Regions from separate parts of the Mus musculus genome. Here region 2 is linked to region 1. Evidence: chromatin contacts called from public Micro-C data. All regions are on one chromosome and are shown on one strand. The core of a region is the stretch at or near the end of the contact, and the rest is flanking DNA. Distances in the headings are between cores, read along the strand shown. Region 1 holds the start of Kcnb1 (potassium voltage gated channel, Shab-related subfamily, member 1). Region 2 holds the start of B4galt5 (UDP-Gal:betaGlcNAc beta 1,4-galactosyltransferase, polypeptide 5).

Evidence for each region. A called contact is a pair of places that touch in the nucleus more often than the background predicts.
Region 2: a contact with region 1 is called in a Micro-C map of embryonic stem cells, with 1.9 times the contacts expected there. The contact joins the promoter of B4galt5 here to the promoter of Kcnb1 in region 1. A contact is called at or near these places in 1 of 39 promoter capture datasets (embryonic stem cells), 2 of 484 Hi-C or Micro-C datasets (both in embryonic stem cells) and 2 of 9 other capture datasets (adipose tissue and pancreatic islet).

What each region holds. Positions count from the first base shown.
Region 1 is chr2:167,186,678-167,190,830 of GRCm38.p6, forward strand. It overlaps Kcnb1 (potassium voltage gated channel, Shab-related subfamily, member 1), which reads right to left and starts at 2,141. Exons shown (of 2, transcript NM_008420.4): 1 at 1,380-2,141. The coding sequence starts at 1,946. 1110018N20Rik (a long non-coding RNA gene) reads left to right here and starts at 3,948. Exons shown (of 4, transcript XR_001783560.2): 1 at 3,948-4,153.
Region 2 is chr2:167,346,753-167,350,905 of GRCm38.p6, forward strand. B4galt5 (UDP-Gal:betaGlcNAc beta 1,4-galactosyltransferase, polypeptide 5) reads right to left here and starts at 2,426. Exons shown (of 9, transcript NM_019835.2): 1 at 2,166-2,426. The coding sequence starts at 2,280.

The DNA of each region.
Region 1 (4,153 bases), core at 891-3,390:
CCTGGATCCAGTGTCTTAAGGACAGGGCAGGTGAGGAAGGAGGGGCCTACCTGGGCCTCAATGGGCTGAGCCGTGGGGGAAACCTGTGTCAGGCCTAGAAATAGCAAAATAAGTCTGTTGATCCTAAGCCGGCTAAGGACGAGTACCTTTCGTCTTAGAGGGAGGCTTTCTGGACACGGAAACTGGGGAAGGATTATGGTCTCAGCCTTCCAGGAGGAGACCAAGCCCAGAGGCGAGAGAAAAATGACTATGGGCTCTATCTGCTGTCCTACTAGACACCCTTCCTGTGTCGACTGCAGCCTTTTTGAGCAAGTCAACTATCTGCAAACAACCCTACAGAGTCCCCTGAGAGAAGGGACCAGTGAGGGGCCAGCTGAGCCACCAAAGACTCCACACTGAGAGGCCAAGCTAGCCAAAAGCCAGGCCATGCTTCTAAAGGATGGCTGGCCGAACAGGCGATCTTGGTCACTTGCCTCTGGTCCTCGTTCCTGGACTCAGCTCTCAGAGACTATCTTGTCTCTTCCCAAACTTGATCTCTCTGGATTCCCACACATCTCTTTTCTGGGCCCCCTTCCCAGCCTCCCATGCAGCCCTGAGCATGCTGAGCTGTCATTTACTCCTGGCACCCAGGACACAGGCCATGTGAGGCAGGCCTCACCCTCCAGACACGCTGAGGTGCCAGCCTGACTCAGAGGAATTGCACCTGTCCCGGTCCTCACCCCAAGCCTCTGCTGGTCCCCAAGGCTGGCTGCCTCCTGTGCCCAGCAGCCCACCCTGTGTGAACAAGTTCACCCTGCCTCTTTCCCCAGGCCTATTTTCTGCTCTGATTTGGAAATTTACATCTTCCTCCAACAGCCAAGTGCAAACTGCACCACACAGCAAGTACATAAACAAGGAGCCAGCCTGGTCCTCTCACCCGCTGTCCCGAGCCTTGGGGCAGACCTGTCCTTACCACTAGCCTTCCCTGTCTTTTGTCATCTCTTAAAATACCTGTGGGTGCCTCAGCCTCTGCCAGGCGTGTCGGTAGGCTGTGTTTATACCCTTCCTTATGAGCAGAGTGGGGTTATAATTCAGGGCTAGATGTTACATCTGCAGGGCAGGCTATTCTAGTATGTATCCAGGCCTGGAGGCACCAAGACTATCCAGCAAAGCTCGACTCTGTTCTCACCAAGGCCGTAGCATTTTAGAGTTTTATAAACCATTTCCCCCCAACAAAGTAGGGGTACACCGTACTGAATCACATGGGAAGGGTGCCTCTTAAGAGTAGTAGTCCTTGGAGAACTCGCTTGGAGCCCCTGCCTTTTAACCGGTATACTCATCGTGAGGAGCCAGGAGCCTCTGTGTAGGCCTCCATGGGGGGAAACAGACTCCAGACTCACCTTGGCGGCCACCGATGAGTTGGGCTTCTCCAGCAGGTCCCAAAGTTTCTTCCTCTTCTCAGCACAGCACGTGTTGTCGAACTCCTCGCCCTCCCGCTCCCGCAGCGTCTCAGCCTCCCGCTTCAGCTCCTCGTTCATCTGCTCCTTCTTTTGGTGGTAGCGGGCCTGGCAGCAGGACTCCAGGTAGATCTCATCGATGCCCCAGTAGTCCAGCTCCTGGCTGAAGCTCAGCGCGCACATCTCCTCCATCATGTGCAGCCGGCCGGTGCGGTAGAAATTGAGAATAGAGGTGAAGGCGCCAGGGTGGCGGTCGAAGAAGTACTCGTTGTCCTCGAGGCTGTAGTCGTCGCACACCTGGAGCAGAGAGTCGTGCGTGTTGCAGTCCCGGAGCTTGCCCAGCCGCGTGCGAGGCAGGCGGTCCAGAGTGCGCCACAGCACCTCGTGCGCCAGGCCCCCGACGTTGAGGCGCACCCGGCGCGAGCACGCCTTGCTGCGCACGATCTCCATGGGCTCGGGCGGCAGCGAGCTGGTGGAGCGCGAGCCATGCTTCGTCATGCCCGCCGGCATCGCTGGTCTGGCCGCCCCCGCCCCCCCTGCCCCCCCAGGCCGCTGTCACTCGACGGCAAGGCCCGCTGCCGCGGGGGCGGGGGGCGGGGAGCTCTGCAGGCCGCTGTGGTGCAGGGGTGCGCGAGGGCGGGCGTCGCGGCTACCGTCTCACCTCCATCCCGACGGCTGCGAGGCAGAAAGCGAAAGCGGACACGGGTCAGCGAACCGTACTGTGAGGCCCCTCCCCCAGGGTCCCCTACCGGCCTTGACCTTCCCAAGGCTTAAGCGGCTCAGGGGAGTTGGGGGGCGGGGGGGGGGGAAGGGAGGACGGATGGCTGCTGTTCCTCCCGCCGGTGCTGAAGTCAGCCCCACCCCAGGACGAAGGGAGGGGTGGCCCTCCAGGCGGGAGAGGCCCCCAGGAGGCTCCCAGGAAGCCCCACCCCCGCCCTGGCGCAATCCGGCCGCCCGGGGCGCTGTCCGTCCCGTCGAGTGCTGAAACTCCCTGCTCTCGGGCTGGAGAGCCCAACCTGGCCCCCGCAATTGGGAGGCAAGGGAGAGGCAGGGAGAACTTTCTTTCTCTCTTTAGTGAGTTCTCATCTCCTCCCACCCCAAGATAGTCAAGATTTTGGGTGGGAGCATAACGATGGCATTGGGCTTGCTTTTTCTAAATCTTAGAAGATTTTGGGCCGAGTGAGGACTGTGGAGGCTACCAGATGCCCACCTGTCGGAGGCCACCAGGCTGCCCTGTCCTGGGGCGACCCCACTCCTCACAACACCAGGACCCGAGACCGCTCCGGAGACCAGGTGAGGGTCGAAGGAGCCAAGCCAGCGGGGTCTGCACCTCCTTGTGCGCCCCCTCCCCACTCTAGCGCAGGAGGGGCGCGGAGTCCTCGGGATCCGCCTGCTCGGTGCTCCCCTCCTGCCCCTCCTCCTCTCTTTCTCCTCCTCCCCCTCCTCCCGCTCCTCCTCCTCGCTCCTCCCGGCGATGGCTTTTTATAACTCCGGGTTCTGCGCCTTTGCCCGGGCTCGGAAGAGAAGGGGTGGGGGAGGTGGGAGGCGGGGAAACCAGCGGAATCTTCTGGCCTTTCGGAGCGTGCCCTCCTCCCGCCACGCACCGGTGATTTCGGGGGGTTCCCGGGCCCTACAGCCCGCGGGGCACACGCCCCGCCCCCAGCCCCGGGGTGGGCCCGCGCCACCCCCCTACCCCGCCACACTCACCCCCAGGGTGGCCGCCTCCCGGGGCCGCGCCGCGCGCATCTCGCCGGCCGCCCGCCCGCGCCCCCGCCCGCGGCAGCGGCGGTCCCGGGGCCGGGCTAGGCCTACCCGGGCCGGCCGGGCGGGCGGGAGGGCGGCGCCGGGGCTGCGGGGCGCGGGCGGGGCGCTCTGCGGGGCGCAGGGACGGCGCGGCCCGGGCGATCGGCGGCGCCTCCGCCTCCACCTCGGGCTCCGGCTCGGCTCGGCGGCGGCCGCGGCTGCCTGCGCGAGATCAACAAGTCGGGCTGAGCTTCGGCTCCGCGCTCGCCGCGATTCTGTCCCGCACTTCGGAGCGCGGCGAGTGGCACCGAGGCGGGACGGCGCCACCTGCGGGTCGGAAACGCGCGCGGCTTAACCCCTCCGTGCCCGGCCCGGCCCTGGCTCAGGCCGCGGGGCCCACCCGGGCTGCTTGACTGCGTCCTGGCCACCACGAGGCTGAGCGCCTACTGCATGCATGCGCTGCACGTAGGACGGGCGTGGGAGATACAGTTGCGAAGCCAACTAGCCTCTGGGTCGCCGGGCTCCCTGGAGAGCGACTGTAAACAGAATTGGAAGACTATGTCAGACAGGCTAGAAGCTGGGAGGATGGGAAAGCTGGAGAAGGCAGGTGGCAATTTTAAATAGCCCTTGCTTTGATTCCATTCCAGATTCTACAAAATCAAATTCTAGATTCTGGAGGAAGGTGGATATTACACCAATTAACAAACCAACAGGCAAAAGAGGTGGGCAGCTGGGTGGTAGCTGTTGAGGAGAAACATAAGGCCAGGTGAAGGGCCAGGGAAGACTCAGAGTTTGCCGGGCCTTGTTAGTCACTCACCCATGGGTGCTAACTTGGACAGCTGCTTCTAGACTGCCGAGGGTCGAGGCTCAACCGAGAGATCCACTGGCCCTGCCTCACCCTGTGCGGTGGGGCCGGCAGGTTCCGGAGTGACTGTAGGCAGGGTTGCATGCAGAAGGGGTCAGGTATCCCTCTG
Region 2 (4,153 bases), core at 1,176-3,675, 160 kb after region 1:
CAATCTCAAATAAGGTTTTTATGTCCTAAGGAACATAAACCCTTACATTCTCTAAACTTCTTTAACCTTTGGGAAAGATTTACCACAGCACAATAGGAAGCTAGACATTTGAGAAATTAAGTTTGTTAACAAGAAAGGCATGGAAGAGGCTGGCAAGATGGCTCAGCAAAGAAAAACACTTGCTGTTCTTGCGGAAGAACCAGGTTCGGGTCCTATCACCAACAGGGTGGCTCCTAACTATGTGTAACTCCAGTTCCAGAGGCTCCAATGTCCTCTGCATTGAATGCATGTGGCACACAGATACACATGCATACACAACAGACACACACATAAAATACATGTCTTTTTTAAAGGCAGGATAAATGAAACAGTCAAATAGTTAACTGTAAGTGAAGGGATGTGAACTATAAGATGTCTCCTCTTTACCACTCCCCTCCACCCCCTTTTCTGGTTTGTGTCAGGAATCAAACCCAGAACCTTGCACAATGCTAGGTACCACTCTACCACCCAGCCACATCCCAGCACTGCTGGTCCTATTCTTTGCCAACAGACTTTGAATAGCAATGGATCTGTTCTCTCAAACACTTCTAAAGTCACTAATGAAATCTCAAGAGAGTTGAGTCTTGCAGTGACACAGGGTTTGGGATTCTAAGCTTGGTGGTGGCGGTGGTGGCGTACACAGGAGCTTCACTGACCTACCACAGAGAAATCTGAAGTAAGTTTCATTTCTGTTGAAGAGTCTGGCTTCTATTCTTTCTCATCGAAAAAGGCTGATCACCATGGAGATACAGGAGATACACAGACCCAGACCAGAAACACCTGTCACTTTCACAAAAGGAAGAAAAATAGAGGGTCTGGCTGGAAGATGCCTGCAGGTTTAAACCTATCACTTCACTCTCATTTTGTGAGAATCTAATATCCTATTCGCTAATGAGCTCTCTTCTCAATTAATTTCACTAATTAGTTATCTATTCTTGTTCAGCCAGAATTCCTGCCCTTCTACTTAGCAAGCCTAACAAGCCACAATAATTATACATCCCTGGTGGAATGCCACTCACCAAATCAGTGAGGACAGTCTCAAGTTAGCTTTTCCATCTTCCCAGGTCAGGCTGACAGCATGAAACACCAACTTTAAACATCAAGTGAAACAAGCTTTAAAAAAAAAAATAATCAGGGGAGAGACTCTCTCCCTCTCTCCCTCTTTCTCTGGAAATTTCTCTGCCAGTTCAGAGTTGCCAGGTCAACAGGGAACACCAGCATTTACTACTCCGATCTCAAAGGCACTTCCCCTAAGCGGCACCCATCCCAACCATCCAGAATTCTCGCCCTCGGCCCCACCCCCAACAGCATCTTCTCATTTTTCACCAAGGGCTGAAGTTTTCACTAGCACTCCAAGACCACACTAAGGGAGGCAAGTCGCATTCCTTAAAACTCTTTCCTTCTGTCCCCCAAACTACCTGTAACAGCGAATATTTATTTATTATGTATGTATTTATTTCGAAGACGTTGGGCGTCCGCTATAGGGAGAAAAGCTTAAAGGGCATTTATGGCCCTCTGTCCTTTAAAGGCTGGGATTCGTGTCCCCATTTTACAGAGAAGAGAAGCTGAGGGCCCAAGGTCATACAGGACATCTGACCTCAGTGTCCTCTGCCTTTAACCCTCTCGCTGCCTTTGCCTTCTCATCAGCGTCCAGTCTGTTCCGGGAAGGGCTCGTTTTCTCTCCAGGCGGTCTCCCCCTCTAAAGGGCGGACCTTGGAGAACTGCTACCCATTCCGTTTCTTCTCTGGGCGACCCCCCCCTCCCTTCCACCTGGCACCGCTTCTTCAAGGCCCCTGTCACAGCACCTCCTCCATGGCCAATTCAAACTTCCCATCGGTCCCCAGAGCAGGTCGGGTCCGCTATGAGCGGCGGGCGAGCGGCGGGCTCCAGGGAGGAGGGGGGGGAGGGGAAAGGGGCGCGCAGCCCGCAGCCCCGCCGGGTCTGGGCAGCCAACGCGCGGCCGCGGAGGGCGCGGGCGGCTGCGTCAGGGAGGAGGCCGCGTGTGCGGGCGGGCTGCGGGGTGGCGCGGCAGGAAACGGCGAGTCACGGAGCGCGGGGTCGGCCGGGGCGGCGGCGCGGGCCGCAGCGGGAAGAGGCGTGGGGTGGCCGCAGGGTCGCCTTCCTACCTATGCCGGGCGCCACATAGACGAAGTAGAGCAGCGAGGACGACAGCGAGAAGAAGAAGAGCGCGGCGAGCAGCGAGCGGCGCGGCAGCCGCAGCAGCCCCCGGCGGGCGCGCATGCTGAGCCGGCGGCCGCTCGAGGGCCAACCCGGGCCCCGCTCCCGCCGCTCCGGTCCGCCGCCTGGGCCTCGGCCGCCGCCTTCCGGGCTTCGCGCGCCGCCGCCTCGCCGCTTTCAGCCGCCGGCCGCCGCGGGCCGGGCCACATGAGGCGGGAGGGGGCCGACGACCAGAGGAGCTCAGCGGCGGGGGCGAGGCGGGCGGGGCGGGGCCTGTTAGGAGGGCGGGGTGAGGGGCGGGGTCTGATGCTGAGGGCGGGGCGAGGGCAAGGGCCGCAGTCTGAGGAGCAGATGGAGGTACCAGACCTGAGGCAGGCCTGATGGGGACCGAGTAAGGGCGGGGCCTAAACTGGGGGCCGGACGAGGGCGGGGCCTGATGTTAAGGGTGCCTCCGCGAGCCTGAGAACACCGGCGGGGACCGGGCTTGAAGTCTGATGGGGAGGGGGATAAGGGCGGGGCCGGGAGCATAACAAGCATTTTGCGGGAGCCTGAGCCTGAGGCCTGACGGGGAGGAGAGAAGGGCGTGGCCTGAGGCAAGGGGGCGGGAATGGGCAGGGCCTACAGTCCGGGGAGCGCATCTGTGGGGCGGGGCCTGGATGTGGGGGCGGGGCGGGGCGGGGCGGGGTTCACGCGCGAGCACTCTAGCCGCAAGATCCTCGAGCGGCCGCCGCCCATGCTGGCAGGAAGCGGCTCGCTAGTACGACTTGGTTCCCGTGCGAGCTCCCCACGCGGGGATCGAGGGGTGGTGGACAATGTGTGAATAGCCAGGTAGCCCGCCGCTGCAGCAGAGCAAGGATGCAGAGGCCGGGGCATTCGTGTTCGCCCTCACTCATCCATTCATTCCAGACACCATTTATGATAAAGTGGCAGTTACGGGTCCTGGGGCCGGGGATGCTCCACGGAGCAAAGATTCCTCTGGGAACCTGTATTAATGCGAATAAGAAAAAAATCAATATAACAGATGATGATGATAAGAGATATGAAAACAATTAGACATGAAGATGTTTCGGATGCATTCTACTCTAGTCTGAGATTGAGGGGGAAGCCTCTCCTTCCTGGGTGGCATGAACACAAAAGAATGTGAAAGTGCCAGGTGGAGAAAGAGTGGTCCCACTAAGGGGAACTACAAATGCAAAAGCCGGAAGGAAGGAAGAAGGGGCTTGATCCGCCTTCAATGAATCCAAGGATAAAATCCCAGGAAAGAAGAAGAGATCCAAACAAGGTCACATCCTACAGGACAGAACAGTGGTGACAACTGTCAATGTTAAGACACCGAGAAACAGGGCTTCTTAGCCAGTAACAGCCTCTCTCTAAGTCCTGAGATCGTGGCTCCCCTACCCCCACTTTGGCCCCATTGCACCGATGAGAAAACTGAAGCTTCTGGAAAGAGAAGCAAGTCGTCTAAGTTGTGAAGTAAGGGCTCAAATCAAAAGTGGCCTGCCACCGGGGCTTGACCACTAACCCCATTTCTCATTCTGCACTGTCATGTGCACTTCCAAGCCTCGACTTTCCCATCACCTCCAAAGCCATGTTTTGGTATGTGTTCCTTTTGGTTTCTCAAACCAGTGCTCTACAAGGACAGAGATTCTGTTTCATGTTTTGCTATGTATGTGCTCAGAGCTCAGTGCCCAGTACCTAAAAGATCAACAGAGGGGATGCAGAGCACCCACTAACACCAGAGGAAACAGAGATGGCTGGCTAGTCCTAAAGTCCCAGAGCAGGCTCCACAGGAAAGGAAGTGAGCAGCTCGGGGCAGGATTCCTCAGAGGGAAGGCATCCAACGGAATTCAAGAGGGAACCAGTCAGGTGACACATTCGGCTGACTTCCACGCTTGCACACAAACGTATACAAGATAAGTAAAATAAATATTATTTT